Regions from separate parts of the Mus musculus genome. Here all the other regions are linked to region 3. A link is a contact called in public HiChIP or PLAC-seq data. All regions are on one chromosome and are shown on one strand. Each heading gives the region's core, a stretch centred on a gene start, on an enhancer-like site or on the middle of the called end of the contact. The rest is flanking DNA. Distances are from core to core; before and after follow the strand shown.

Region 1 (4,242 bases), core at 905-3,404, 520 kb after region 3:
ACTAAGTAAAGGTCCTTGCTACCCAGCCTACTGACCTGGGTCCAGTCCTCAGAACACAATGGCAGACAAAGAGATCTGGCAGCTGTAAGTTCTCTTCTTTCCTCTGCCCTCCATGTGTGGACCATGGCACACATGCACACACACTGAGCAGACAGAAATATAACAAGACTTGGAAGCACTGAGCAAAAGGATGAAGACAAAGCACTTGTGTGTCATGAGCAAGGCCTTTGGTTCCATTCTCAGCACCACAAAAACTGAAATAAAGGGCTGATGAGATGGTCCCATGGACAGATGTGCTTGTCACCAATCCTGATGAACTGAGTTCCAGGCCCACTGCCCATATGCTGGGAGGAGAGAACTGAGTCCTGTGAGTTCCCTGTGACCTCTCGTGTGTGTCATGGTAAACACTCCTCACATACTCAAGATAAATAAATAAACTAAGTAATTAAGAGATAGATGATTGATCGATTGATTGACAGACAGACAGACAGGCAGAGGCAGGCTGAGAAAAGTTCCATGAAGCCTCTCTATGGAAGAAGGATGAGTCTGAGTGGAAGATGGGGGAAAGAGGATCCCACTCACTGGAAGGAAAGCATCAGAGGCGCATGGGAAGGAACAGGCAAGGATATGCTGCTGGACTAGGACCCTCAGAGTCTCATAGCCATATGCCTAACCCATCAGTGTGTGCGTGTGCGTGTGCATGTGCGTGTGTTACTGAGACAAGTATACAGAAGGAGAAAAGGAGGGAGGAAAGACATGACAGGAAGGAGAAGGAGCTTAGGCACCAGGCCTGGCAGTGCATGCCTCTAATTTCCACACCTGAGAGAGAGACAGAGAGAAGCAGAAGATCCAGAGTTGAAGACCATTGCAGAATCTACAGAGAAAAGTGCTGCCTAGAAACAAAAGGTAAAAGTAAAATAAACAAGCCAACCAAGACACCCTGGAGAGAGCACAGGTATGCAATGTTCCAGGCCCTGAATGCTACCTCCCACTCCAGCTTCTTGAGAGCCAAAAGGCATAGATGTCATTTTCTAGAAAGATTTACAGTATAAAGAAATATTCAAGATAGGCCATTGTGCAGCTGATAGAAGAAATCATATGCAATATGAAAGACATTACACTAACTATGTGCAGGCAAAGGAAGCTGTCTGGGCGGTCGGATGAAAGACCCTTCTCTAAGTCCTTATAATAGAGGAGGAAAAATGTGAGCATTTGCCTTCATTCAAAGCAGGGAGCTGCTGACTATCACACAGGCAGTCGCAGTTCTTACAAGCATAGCAGAAACTCATACTGAATCCAAGAAACAGTGAGGCCAGCACTGTTCTATATAATGCTGGTCATTGTGGGATAAGCTGGCAAGGGCAGCCACCTGGTCATGTGCTGGTAAAGCATCGCGTGGAGTCCCTTAGAAGTCACCTTCAGATCCAAGGGAACCTGCAAAGCCATCAGGCAAAACTCATTTTTCTCTCCTTGGTTCTCATCCACTTATCAGGCTGGGCTGTCTTGGTACAAGTCTTTAATCCCAGCATTCCGGAGGCAGAGGCAGGCAGATCTCTGAGTTCAAGACCAGCCTGATTTTCAGAGTGAGTTCCAGGATAGCCAGGTCTACACAGAGAAACCCTGTCTCAAGGAACAAAAAAAAATATCAGAAGAATATGAGAAATTTTTTCACATTTACAAAGTGGCCCTAGTAAACTGAAAAAGTAACAGAGAAAAAGAGAAAAAATCTTCCAGAAACAGTAAGATTCTGGGAAAAAAAATAACCTCATATACGATGTCTTCAAAGAATTATTTAATGCATACGTTTTCCAAATCTCTTAGACGGGTCCTTTCAACTCAATTTTTTTCTTCAATATAGGACTTTCTCCAAAAGGTGTATATTTTCAAACTGGGTTTCAAGCCTTATGAGTTAGCCTTCCCTGGAAAGACGCTCTCAGGGCTCCCGCAGCAGAATCACCTGCTGTGCAGTCACATGTTTGCGGACGGGTAATTCCTGGGAAAGGTGTGTCTTGTTTTACAAGTCTTGTGGCAGAAGGTAATGACCCAGGTATGGGACAGGATGCAAATGTTGCCTTTCTTGGTTGTGCCCACATGATTGCAGTTAACAGGCCGCCCACTCACCAATGAGTGGACCTGACTCCTAGGAAACAGTTAACTCTATGAGTCACTCCTGTAGGCTGAAATCCAGCTCTTTCTTAAACCTCCATGGAAATGAGAGCATGGTGAAGCTGCTGCTACCTTCTAACCCAGAATGCTGGAATTAACTCAGGAGTATAAGAATACTGGGTGGCCTTTCTCTCTCTAAATAGAAACAAGGCCGTGTCCCCATTCAGAAGAGCCCCTTTAGGCTCAGCAGGCAGTGAACTTCAAGAGCCCCAGCTTGGAAAACACCTTGTCCTAGACAGTAACCCGTCACCTTCTCTTTCCTCTTTTTGGGGTGTGTGGATATATCTGTGTGCAGGTGTGCATGCACGTGTGTGGAGCCAAGAGGACAACTTTGACTGCCATTTCTTGGGTACTGTCTACCTTATTTTTGGAAACAAGGTCCTTCATTAACCTAGAACTCACCAAGTAGATGAGGCTGGCTGGCCAGTGAGCACTCCGCATGCACCTGACTCTATCTGTCCATCTCCAGGAGAGTTGGATTGCACCACCATACCTGACCCCCATGTCCACCACCCACCAAGGAAAGAACACAGATCCTGTGCTTCAAGGTATTACCAGCTGAGCCCAGATCCTCTTTCTAGGAAGAACTATGGGCTTTGTTTTCTTCACAACTTCTCCCAAAGGGAAACTCCCGTCAACTCTATTACTCTCGGTGACCCACCTTTCCTAGGCAAGAGGCTATGGTGGGCCGCGGTGAGATGAGACTTGGAACTAGAAAGAGGCTGCTAAATAATGATTAAGATGAACCATCAGACCTCCATGCCTGCCCATCTGCATCCAATAAGAAAAGCAACCACATAAAGGGGAAGTCAGAGAGGACAAAAACAGACATGAATTCTTCTAAAATATTCTGGAGGGTATAGGTTAGAAAGAGGGGCACATGGGATTTGGATGCAGACCCCAAGTCCCTGGAAATCCAAACTACTTCACATACCCCCCACCATCTGGGCTACATGGAGCTGGCATGGTATGATATTTGTAGAAGGGCACAGGCAAGAAAGACACGTAGACAGGGCTGTCCTTCACTCCAAGGTTCTTGGGAAAACCTTTTCTTCCTACGAGGGACTCCCTCAGTCTTCCAAACTGACCCCTTATTCTGCAGCTGGGGCCTAGCCTCATCCCAACAGAGACCCTCTGCCTCAGACACCCATATCCTTCCCTGCATCTTAGCTAACCAGACGCCATCATTCTACAAACTGTATCCAAACTTATAACTGTATCCGAATAAAAGCCATGTATCGCCGAATGCAAGTAGACTGCTGACATCAGTATCTTGGTTGTAGTATTGACAGGGCAGAAATGACACACACTCTCTCTCCATCATCCCTTACACAGATGTCAGGTGACTCTATAGCCAGCTCAATAAAAACTGCCCATAAAAGTGGAACATGGTAACCCATGGCTGCAATGCTAGCACTCCAGAGGTGGAGGCCAAAGGGTCATGAGATCTAAGCCATCCTGGGATGCCTAGCAAGACCATGTATATTTAAAAGTCTACCCCGCTAAAGAAGCACAAAAGGACATACTGTACAAGCTTCGTGTGAACAGAGAGGTCATGCTACACACGAGTGGTTACATGTACTATGCCTGGTTTCTACAGCTGCTTCAGTAGCTCATCTGTTCAACAAATCGCACGTCATCCCTACAGTGTGCTACATCAGACACTTCAAAATCTACCTCTTCTGATGTTCTCAGAAAATGTACAGTGAGGCAAACGGCGTCACTTAGGTGACCTAAAGTAAGGGACAATTCCGTGAATGTGCTCTGTATGGGGAAGACATGGTTTAAATGATTCATCTTTACCTAAATCTCAACCTAATAACTAAATAACTGTTTATCTGCACTCCCCAGTGTTCAATCTGTAGCCATCTTGCTGTTCCTTGCAGTCTCTATGTGGAGATGAGTAACTTTCTCAATGGAACAAGAGAACCAATGTGTCAGTCTGTCATGGAGACCAACCTCACGGTACCAGGTTCTCAAATCACTTTCCAAACCTCCCCGTGCCCTTTAGTGTTCTAGTAGTAGTTGTTTTGTTTTTTGAAAGGGGGTCTTGCTGTGTGGCCCTGGATGGCTTGA
Region 2 (4,443 bases), core at 658-3,157, 640 kb after region 3:
TGTGTGCAGGCAAGTGCACACAGAGGCCAAGGGTGAGTGCCAGGTGCTTTCTCGGTCTTCTCCATCTTTTCTTTTGAGACAAGATCTCACTCTGAACCTGAAGCTTTCCAATTCTGCCAGAAGGCTGGTCAGGAAGCCCCAGGGCCCTGCCTCGCTCTGTTTCCTAACTCAAGGGCTACAGGTGTTACTATGCCACACCTTTTCCATGGCTTCTGAAGAGCCAAACTCAGGCCCTCCAGCTTCTGCGGCAGGTGCTTTATCCACTGAGCCACACACCCCCTCCAGCCTCCCTTGTCACCTTTTAAAGACACATTACCAGAGTCTTGATGGCAAACATTGTAAAATTTCAAGCAAACACTCCATGAGTTTAATTGACCCTCAGAGCACACAGGTGCCGTTTGTTCTGTTGCGAGTAATAGAACAGCAGAAGGTCTCCAGAGAGGAAGGTAGGGAATGGGGAGCCTCTTCCCCAAGGCTCTGTGGCCTTGGACAAGTCAAAGAATTCCCTCCAAGCTGATGTCCTTATCCAGAAAATGAACGTGTTAGCGTTCTCTCCGCAGATGGGGTGTTTTAAGGCCATCAGGCAAGGATCAACTGCCAAGCATCTGACATGGAGAAGCCAATCTGCCGCCTATCATAATTCCATGGCTTTCTCGTCTGAAACACTGAGTCTTTGGGGGCATCGCGACACTATAAAAAAGCATGCTTGGCTTCTTTAAATGTTCTGATTACAACTCCTCTAAAACGCTGCAGAGACACACACCGGAAGCTGGCACCCCAGCTTTGGTGACTGTGGGTAACCCAAGTTTACTAAATCAACCCCTGGTTTAAAACAGACATGCATACACACACACACACATACACACATATACACACACCACTTATGCTTATGTTAATGACAGAACTTTTGCTAAACTACTTCAGATTAGAAGAAATATTTAGTGTAAGGACTCTATTACAAGGCCACATTAAATGAAAAACTAAAGCCAGAACCAGTTTAACACTGATCAACTTTACAAAATAATGCAAGTGAATAGGACCCTCTGCCCATTTTTTTGCAGTATGTTTTTGTTTATAAGCAATATGTATTTTGATTGAGTCCTTGGTTATCTTTACAAAGTAACCATTTCCCTCAGCTCAAGCATACTGTGCAGATTCTCCTTATCAGGCATTTCCTGGGAAAGAGAAAATTGGGGGAGGGACACACACACAAATTTTCCATAATCCTAAACTTACCTTCTAGCTTGGGACACAGTCAATGAACACATCTGTTACTGTACCACTTTACCAGAACAAAAAAACAAAGGCTTTAACTTTCAAATTACACAACCACAAAGATCAGTTGGTAGGGTTTAATGTGTGTGACAAATCAAGAGGAAGACAATTTGGCCAACCCAGGCCAGTTGAAAATAAGAGCTGGGATTTGAACCTAAGTTACATTGTAGGTCTAATTTGGCAACAACAAGATGAGTGATTAAGATCAAAGACAGCCTGCCAAGCTGGATGAAATATTTGTTTAGTTTTCTTAAAAGCATCAAAGCCATAATGAGATAGTGAAGAAACACCAGCCAAAGTCAAGAAGACAAAGCAGAAGCAAGTTATTCCTGCTTGAGGACCTTCCAGCCTAAGGCATCAGTCAAGCCCAAAGAAAAGCAAGTTGGAGACGAGCTCTTCATTTGATAAGGGAATAAAAACTCCAACGCCAGGAACAAAGACCAGGGTCAAACCACTGCAAACTTTAAGTCAGGTCCTCTGAGTTCAGAGACATTTATTTTACATTCATTTTTAAAGACACTCCCCACCCAGACCTGGCAATGAATCAGCTCCTGGACTACCACAGGAATTCAGCTGTTAATTCATGAGTGAATGATTCAGAAGACAAAGAGAGGCAACTCTATGAAGTATCTGTCAGGAACATTGACTACCAGGAAGGTCTCCCAGACAAGGGATCGGCAGTTGAGGAATTACCTCTTGACCTACAAGTACAAAGCAGAGCACAAACTAGAAATAGTCTGTGGTGGTTTGTACATGCTTGGCCCAGGGAGTGGCTCTAGTCTGTGGTGGTTTGTATATGCTTGGCCCAGGGAGTGGCTCTAGTTTGTGGTGGTTTGTACATGCTTGGCTCAGGGAGTGGCTCTAGTTTGTGGTGGTTTGTATATGCTTGGCCCAGGGAGTGGCTCTAGTTTGTGGTGGTTTGTACATGCTTGGCCCAGGGAGTGGCTCTAGTCTGTGGTGGTTTGTATATGCTTGGCCCGGGGAGTGGCTCTAGTCTGTGGTGGTTTGTATATGCTTGGCCCGGGGAGTGGCTCTAGTCTGTGGTGGTTTGTATATGCTTGGCCCAGGGAGTGAGTCTGTTAGGAGGCGTGGCCTTGTTGGAGTAGGTGTAACCTTGTTGGAGGAAGTGTGTCACTGTGGGCATAGGCTTTGAGACCCTCAAATGAAGATGTAGAGCTCTCTGCTCCTCCTGGACCATGCCTGCCTGGATGCTGCTGTGCTCCCACGGTAATAGACTGGCCATGTTTAGTCTACTACTTTCTCTCCCTGCTCTGGATTGTACCCTCCCCAGTATCTACAATAAAAACTTTGTCAACCATACCTCAGAGTGGTCATGTCCTCACTTGATACTTTAGTTCTGAAACCCCCACTTTTATACAGGACTAAGAGTTCAAAAAATGAGTTAGCCAGATATTCTCATTCAAACCAGCACAAGAGGCTGACTCCTAGTAAACAGAAAAACTCATAATTTCTTTAATTCCCCCCCATGATACATTATTTGTGGCAGTATCTAAAACTACAAAAAAAAATATTGTCAAAGGGATCTGGGGCTTAACTCATTGGCAGAATATTTGCTTGGCATATTCAAGGCCATAGGTTCAATCCTTAACACTTCCCCCCAAATTAATTTAGGATGCAAATAGACTTACATGAAACATACGATTTTATACAAAACTAATGTAAGACTCTGATGAGCCTTAACTAGCAGGGACCCCCCCCCCCCCCCAAGTGAACAACAGAGAGCCAGGGATCAATGCAAAGGCAAAAGGAATTTATTGTTCCAGTGCACTGGGGTTGCCCTGTACCTGAAAGAGGCGACCACCCTGGGTGGCCCATTTGGAGAGGGTTTTTATACAGTTTCCAGGGGCGGCAGAGAACATCAGCAACTAGGCACAATATGACTGGCAGAACAGAGCACCCTTTAAACTGATTGGTCTTTAGTAAATGAGGTAATCAGCCTTTCCCTTCCGGCCTACATGCTCTCTGACCTGTCTCTTCCAGGAGGGGAGGGGTGGAATTTTTCAAAGGTCCTGAGCTGACCTCTTCAGTGCTAAGATGTCCCCTTAAGGACAGGCCTAGGTTAAAGTAAGCTTATTGGGGGAAGGGAAGGGGACCTGCAAGGGGGGGCCCAATGGTAGTAGGCATAGTAGGCTTATAAGGTGAATGAATAGATGAACTAGAGAATCCGGTGAGCAAGAGGGAGTTCAGATAGGAGAGAGGTGAGAAGGAATGGGATCCAAGTGGGCTTTGAAATGTATAAAAGTTCTTGTGATACTCTGGGAGCCTGGAGGCCAACCTCTGCTTTGATATGCTGATAGGCACTTCAGGTAGCCATAGGTCCTTTCTGTCAGAAGTAAGGGAAATAACTTCTTTTGGAAAATGAGAACCAGTTTTCACAAGTTCTGCAGGAACTCTGGCTTTTATTGAACTGCCAGAAATCCAGGTTGAGTCCAGGGTGAGTTCATTTCTGGATATTTGGAGTACCTTTTGGAGTTTGGGGAACTGGGGTTTCCTTCAGACAAAACAGCGAGTAGCTCCAGACAACCCCTGGTTTATTTTGATAGTTTTTCCCCCAGAAGCCTATGCACAGGGCAGGGGACTGCTGCCTCAGGCCACCAGGGATGCTCTCAGGGTCCCACTACACCTTTCCTCTCTGCTCCTCCACCTGAGTCCACCCTAATCAGAGGCTGAGGAAGTGGAGTTTGTATAGCAGATCTTGTCCTAGCTCTGGCCTTGCAGTTGCTGAAGGGCCAGGCAGCAGTTCTCAAAGCCACTCTGGGAGCAAGCCAGCTCAACAAACAAGCTAATTAGCATTCAAAATGAAGCCATTTAAAGTAGCTTTATAGCCAATCGGAGCTGACAGCAGAAGGACCCCACAGGCAGTCACTGACAAGCCCTGGTTCTCTTTCTCTCCTTTCTATAACACCTACCATATCATACTGTGCTTGTGACTTCAGGAGCTTAGAAGAGCACTCTTATTCTGAACACGAAATGGCACATAGGAGTGATTCCTTCCATACTGTGCTAGCCTTCACAGTTTCTAAACAGCATTCACAGTGTGGAAAGCCTGCAGCTCTGGAACAGTACACAGAGGCTTCTAGAGGACTTGTGAATTCCAGTGGAGTGAAATACTCTCCATTCAAGCAGTCGTGTAAACTTCTCCTGACC
Region 3 (4,804 bases), core at 2,097-4,596:
CTATAAGTATAAGCTACCACTCTTGGCTCAACTATTTCTCCCTTTGCTGTACATGCCTCTCCACTGACAGGTGGATTCTGTTTCCCTCCCTTGGATCTGGGGTGTCCTCATGGCTTGCATTGGTCAACAGCATGGAACAGAGGCAGCATTGCCAGAATCCCATGTCTACATAACTTCTGCTCTCTCAGAGCCCAGCTGCCACATCCTGAGAACCCCTCTTTAGTTTGCGGAGGAGGAAGGTCATGATGGGGAGAACCAGAGGCCCAAGCAAAGACTAGCACCAGCTGTTGTCTTCTGAGTGATGTCTCCATGGGTGTTCTGCCCAGCTGAGCTCCAGCAGAAGTCAGCAGCATGTATGACCCGGATCCAGGAGAACTGGTGAGCTGAGCCCATTAACCCATAGACTCATAGGAAGCGATGGATCAGTGCTGTGGAGGAGGTCGGTGGGTAGAGTGCTTGCCTTGTGAGCATGAGGCCTGGCACTGTTTAGACCAGGTACTGTGTAGACTGGCACTGTGTAGACCAGGTAATGTACACATGCCTGTAATCCAGGTAATGTACACATGCCTGTAATCCTGGTGTGGGGAGGTAGAGGCAGAAGATCAGGAGTTCATGTTCACCCCTGAGCTGCAGATAGAGTTCAAGGCCAGTCTGGGCTACATAAGACCCTGGCTCAAAAAAGTCACTGAATGTGTGTGTGTGTTTATCCTGTGGTAATAGACAACTGAAACACAGGAGGGCTAATAAGTACTTTAAACAAGATGTGAACATCTCAAAGATGAGGCAGGGGTGAGCCATTAGTCAGAAGGACAGAAAAGAGAACCACCCAATAGGAGATACTGAATTCCCTTCTGACTGAGTCAGTTAGGCCGGGAGGACTCAGTGATCATCGAGATAAAATTCCTGCTCTCATGGAAGTTAAGGCAAGACTGAGGGAGATGGAAAGGCACAGGGCTCCTCTTCCAGAAGACCTGAAATGAGTTCCCAGATCCCACAGCAGGTGACTTACAGCCTCCTGTTACTCCTGCTCCAGGGATCTACAGACCTGCCTCTGGTCTCTGTGGGTACCTGTACACATATACATATATTACCCCCACAGATGCACACATACCACACACACACACACACACACACACACACACACACACTTACAAATTAAATCTTAAAAAGGAAAACAAATAGCTAGTTACTGGAACTGTTACTGAGTGGCAGACACAAAGAATTTATGAGAAGGGGGCTGGGGAGATAGCCCAGTGAGTAAAACTGCAGGTCCAAATGAAAACCTGGGCATGAAGCATACACCTCCAATTCCAGCTCAGAGGAGGTACAGATGGGAGGACCCCCGAGGCTCAAAGAGACTGTTTCAGAACAAAACAAAACACAAAAAGCAAACAAAAGAACAGAACAGGGTTAGTGACTGAGGAAGCTACCAGATGTTGACCTCTGGCCCTTGCAAGCCCATGCACACGTGTGAGCATATCACATGTGTGTGAGTATATCACATGTGTGTGAGCATATCACATGTGTGTGAGCATATCACAGGTGTGTGAGCATATCACATGTGTGTGAGCATATCATATGTGTGCACACGTGTGAGCATATCACATGTGTGTGAGTATATCACATGTGTGTGAGCATATCACATGTGTGTGAGCATATCACAGGTGTGTGAGCATATCATATGTGTGCACACATGTGAGCATATCACATGTGTGTGAGCATATCACATGTGTGTGAGCATATCACATGTGTGTGAGCATATCACATGTGTGCTTGAGCAACACACAGAAGATGAGTATTACTTGGTGAGGAGCTTGAGGGTTTGCAGAGAAGGAAGCAATCACCTTCCAGGAAGCCAGGAGCTCACAGGGAGGCAGGCAGGAGAGAAGGAAAGTGCTGAGAGGAACAGCCAAGGCAGCTGGCCACAGCGGGGCTGAGGAGCCGAGCTCTGCAGCCCTCCCCAGTACAGCTCCTTCTGTACACAGGATGCAGAATAATGCCGTGTGACCCCCATGCCTGCCCATGGTGTACCTGGACCAAGAGAGGTTGAGTTGAGTGGAATACAAATGAGTTGCCAGCTTTAGGTTTGCAAGTGACAAATGAATCTCAAGTGTCCTTCAGGCTAATCAAAATCTCTCGATCGGAGAAGTGGCAGTCATCACGATTTCATTACCTCTGACTTCTGCAAAAAGCTTTAATTTGGGTTCTTCATATATTATTATATAAATTAATGATTACCAACAGCTTCCATTTCCAGACTTTAACTCTCCTACCTATATAGCCACCAACTTCTGTCTATTGGGCAGATACTGGAAGACCAACAGAGATAGCTGAGCACAATGATTGTATCCCTTGTCCATGAAGTACTCAATGACACAAAAAACCAACAACGTCTTAGTTACTTTTTTTCCTCCTCTGACAAACTCTATAAAGCAACTTACATAAGAAAAAAGTATTTAATTTGGGCTTACAGTTTCAGGGGGTTAGAGTCCATGATGGTGGAACATAGGAATAGCTGAGAGCTTACAGTGTGATCAGAAAGTAGAAGGGGGGTGGAGAGGGAAAGGGGAGAGGGGAGAGGAGAGAGGGAGACACAAGAGACAAGAAGACTCTTTTGAAACCTCAACTCTCATACCCAGCAATACACCCCCTTCTACAAGGCCACACCCCTTAATCTTTCCCAAATAGTTCCATAAGATGGGGACCAAGTATTCAAATATATAAGCCTATGGAGGCCATTCTCATTCAAACCACCACAGAGAGCAACCTTTATATTCTAAATCCAGAGGCGAGTTTGCTGGGATTCTAAGAATGCTTACACCGTGCATGTGGAGCGGTGCACAGCGTGAGCTGGCAGTGCAGATGGAGAAGGAAAACAGAGTCTTGCTGATCAGCTACCACCAGCCCTTGGGCACCCAGCCCTGTGTTCTAACAGTCATTGCTCATGACACAGTGATGCTGAGGTTACAGTTGTGTTACATCAGTGCTAACAATTTGCCTATTTTATTTTTGGCTCCTGGAATAACTTAGCCCTTAGCCAAGCATATGTGATGGTGTTTCTTTTCTCTTTTCCGTGGGGCTGGGGAGGTTGTGTAGCTGTTAGTGATTTGAATATATAGGAAATGTTATTCTTGCAGCCTTGATAGTCAGGGCAAATTGTAAAATAGAAATTTTTGTGAGATTTCAAAGATGAGGATTATTTTGATAACATCATTTACTGATTTAAAAGATGTGATTACCCCAACTCTACTGAGGAGGAAACCTACTGAATAACATAACATAACTTGGGATATGTGTTTTACATCAGTTTAAAAACAACAATGAGACTGTGACTCATCTGGCACTGTTTTCAGATGGCTCATGTTTGAGGAAAAGAACGAGTTTAATTGCCTTTTAATCCACCTCCCCAACCCACACAACAGGGACTGAACCCTGGGCTTGCTAGACAAGTGCTCTGACTCCAACCTGAGTCTGCAGCCCTGGGTTTTCCCATCCTTTTGAGGTGTGAGGGAAAACCCTCTACTCTGTCCCCATCTCCCATGTAAGAGATCAGGGATAGCCAGACTTGAGGGTGAAGGGGGAAAAAATTCAACTTTGATTTGTGTGTGTTTCATTTAGTTTCAGTACGAAGCTGAAACTATTTCTTCCTTTCCCCTCCACCTTCCCTCTGTCTGTCTCTCTCTCTTCCTCCCTTACTCCTTCCCTCTCTCTCGCTCTTTCCTTCCCTCTTTTCCTCTCTTTCTTTCTTTCTTTCTTTCTTTCTTTCTTTCTTTCTTTCTTTCTCTCTCTCTCTCTCTCTCTCTCTCTCTCTCTCTCTCTCTCTCTCTCTCTCTCCGTCTCTTTCTTTCTTTCTTATTGACTCACTGGCCTTAAACTTGTAATCCCCCTGCTTTAATTTCATCCCAAGTGCTGAGACATCTCTAAGTGCAGAATACAGTGCTAACTATAGGCACAATGCCATATACCAGATCTCTTTGTGCCCATTTTTAAGTCTAAGCTGCACTCAGCATATTATCAGTACATATAAGTGAGTCATAGATAAACAGTCACAGTGCTAAGGGTGTACCTCAGTGGTACAGGGCATGGCCAGGACCTCGGCATCCATACCTGGAGCTACCATTGATTCAGTAGCTTGCATATCCAGGCTCTCCCTGAGGTCCCATAAGAGGGACCTCATGCTTAGGTGAACAGCTCCGTATGTCTTCTGCAGGAGGCACCCAGAGGTATGAGTCCTGTCACACTCCGTGCTGGGAAGCACTGGTTACTGTGCCAGGACACTGTGCTTTAATTGTCCAGGTAGAACTGTCTAGTCCTGACCATTGAGCATTGACCCTCTCAGAATCATGGCTGATCTTCTGCAATCCTCTTCACCTTACCCCCTCACCTCTAGGGTCTGGGACACTGCCCCCCACCTCCTGTCTCCTCACGGCTCCCAGCGACCTCCCTATCCTTGCTAGCTCAGGTTTCCCCTCCAACCCCAAAGGAGCTTCAGGATATCAAAAGTTCATCTTGTGGCTCAGTGTCGTCATTCCCCCAATGACTGTCACCCAGATTTTGAAGGAAGAATAACATGGTGATAGCTGCTGTGGCAATATTAGGTGCCCTGTACTTTACAATGTAAAGTGCCGGATGTGGCACTCAGTGGCTGTATGTGGCAAGATAATTAGAGGCAAGATAATTGAGGCAGAGAGCTGAGGTTCAGCATCTGATCTGGAACTGCAAACAATGGCCCACCAGCATCAAGTGTTGGGGTCTTGCTGCTCCCCCACCTGCTTGTTGTTTCAAAGCAGGACCTCATGTAACC

The links. HiChIP or PLAC-seq counts read pairs in DNA pulled down with a chosen protein or histone mark.
Region 1: an H3K27ac HiChIP or PLAC-seq map of embryonic fibroblasts shows a contact between it and region 3, with 6 times the contacts expected there. The contact joins two enhancer-like sites. A contact is called at or near these places in 7 of 484 Hi-C or Micro-C datasets (the G1E-ER4 cell line, adipose-derived mesenchymal stem cells, cortical neurons and 4 more), 3 of 115 datasets of contacts at active chromatin or transcription factors (embryonic fibroblasts, pancreatic cancer cells and stem cell-derived neural progenitor cells) and 1 of 9 other capture datasets (embryonic stem cells).
Region 2: a contact with region 3 is called in an H3K27ac HiChIP or PLAC-seq map of embryonic fibroblasts, with 12 times the contacts expected there. The contact joins two enhancer-like sites. A contact is called at or near these places in 7 of 484 Hi-C or Micro-C datasets (the AML12 cell line, bone marrow-derived macrophages, cortical neurons and 3 more), 10 of 115 datasets of contacts at active chromatin or transcription factors (craniofacial prominence, embryonic basal ganglia, embryonic fibroblasts and 6 more) and 1 of 9 other capture datasets (embryonic stem cells).

The regions. Positions count from the first base shown.
Region 1 is chr2:5,616,562-5,620,803 of GRCm38.p6, forward strand. The region is part of intron 1 of Camk1d (calcium/calmodulin-dependent protein kinase ID); the gene reads right to left. Among named protein-coding and RNA genes, the nearest start is that of Camk1d, 96 kb to the right of the region's middle. Within about 2 kb of position 2,155, at least 34 of the 459 cell types and tissues checked have an H3K27ac peak or open chromatin away from gene starts, as enhancers often do. A contact at or near this core is called in embryonic fibroblasts and pancreatic cancer cells, where this site is marked.
Region 2 is chr2:5,732,009-5,736,451 of GRCm38.p6, forward strand. All of the region lies in intron 1 of Gm29857 (a long non-coding RNA gene), which reads left to right. Among named protein-coding and RNA genes, the nearest start is that of Gm29857, 6.2 kb to the left of the region's middle. Within about 2 kb of position 1,908, at least 23 of the 459 cell types and tissues checked have an H3K27ac peak or open chromatin away from gene starts, as enhancers often do. A contact at or near this core is called in embryonic fibroblasts and pancreatic cancer cells, where this site is marked.
Region 3 is chr2:5,092,160-5,096,963 of GRCm38.p6, forward strand. No RefSeq gene overlaps it. Among named protein-coding and RNA genes, the nearest start is that of Gm39755, 8.9 kb to the right of the region's middle. Within about 2 kb of position 3,347, at least 28 of the 459 cell types and tissues checked have an H3K27ac peak or open chromatin away from gene starts, as enhancers often do. A contact at or near this core is called in embryonic fibroblasts and pancreatic cancer cells, where this site is marked.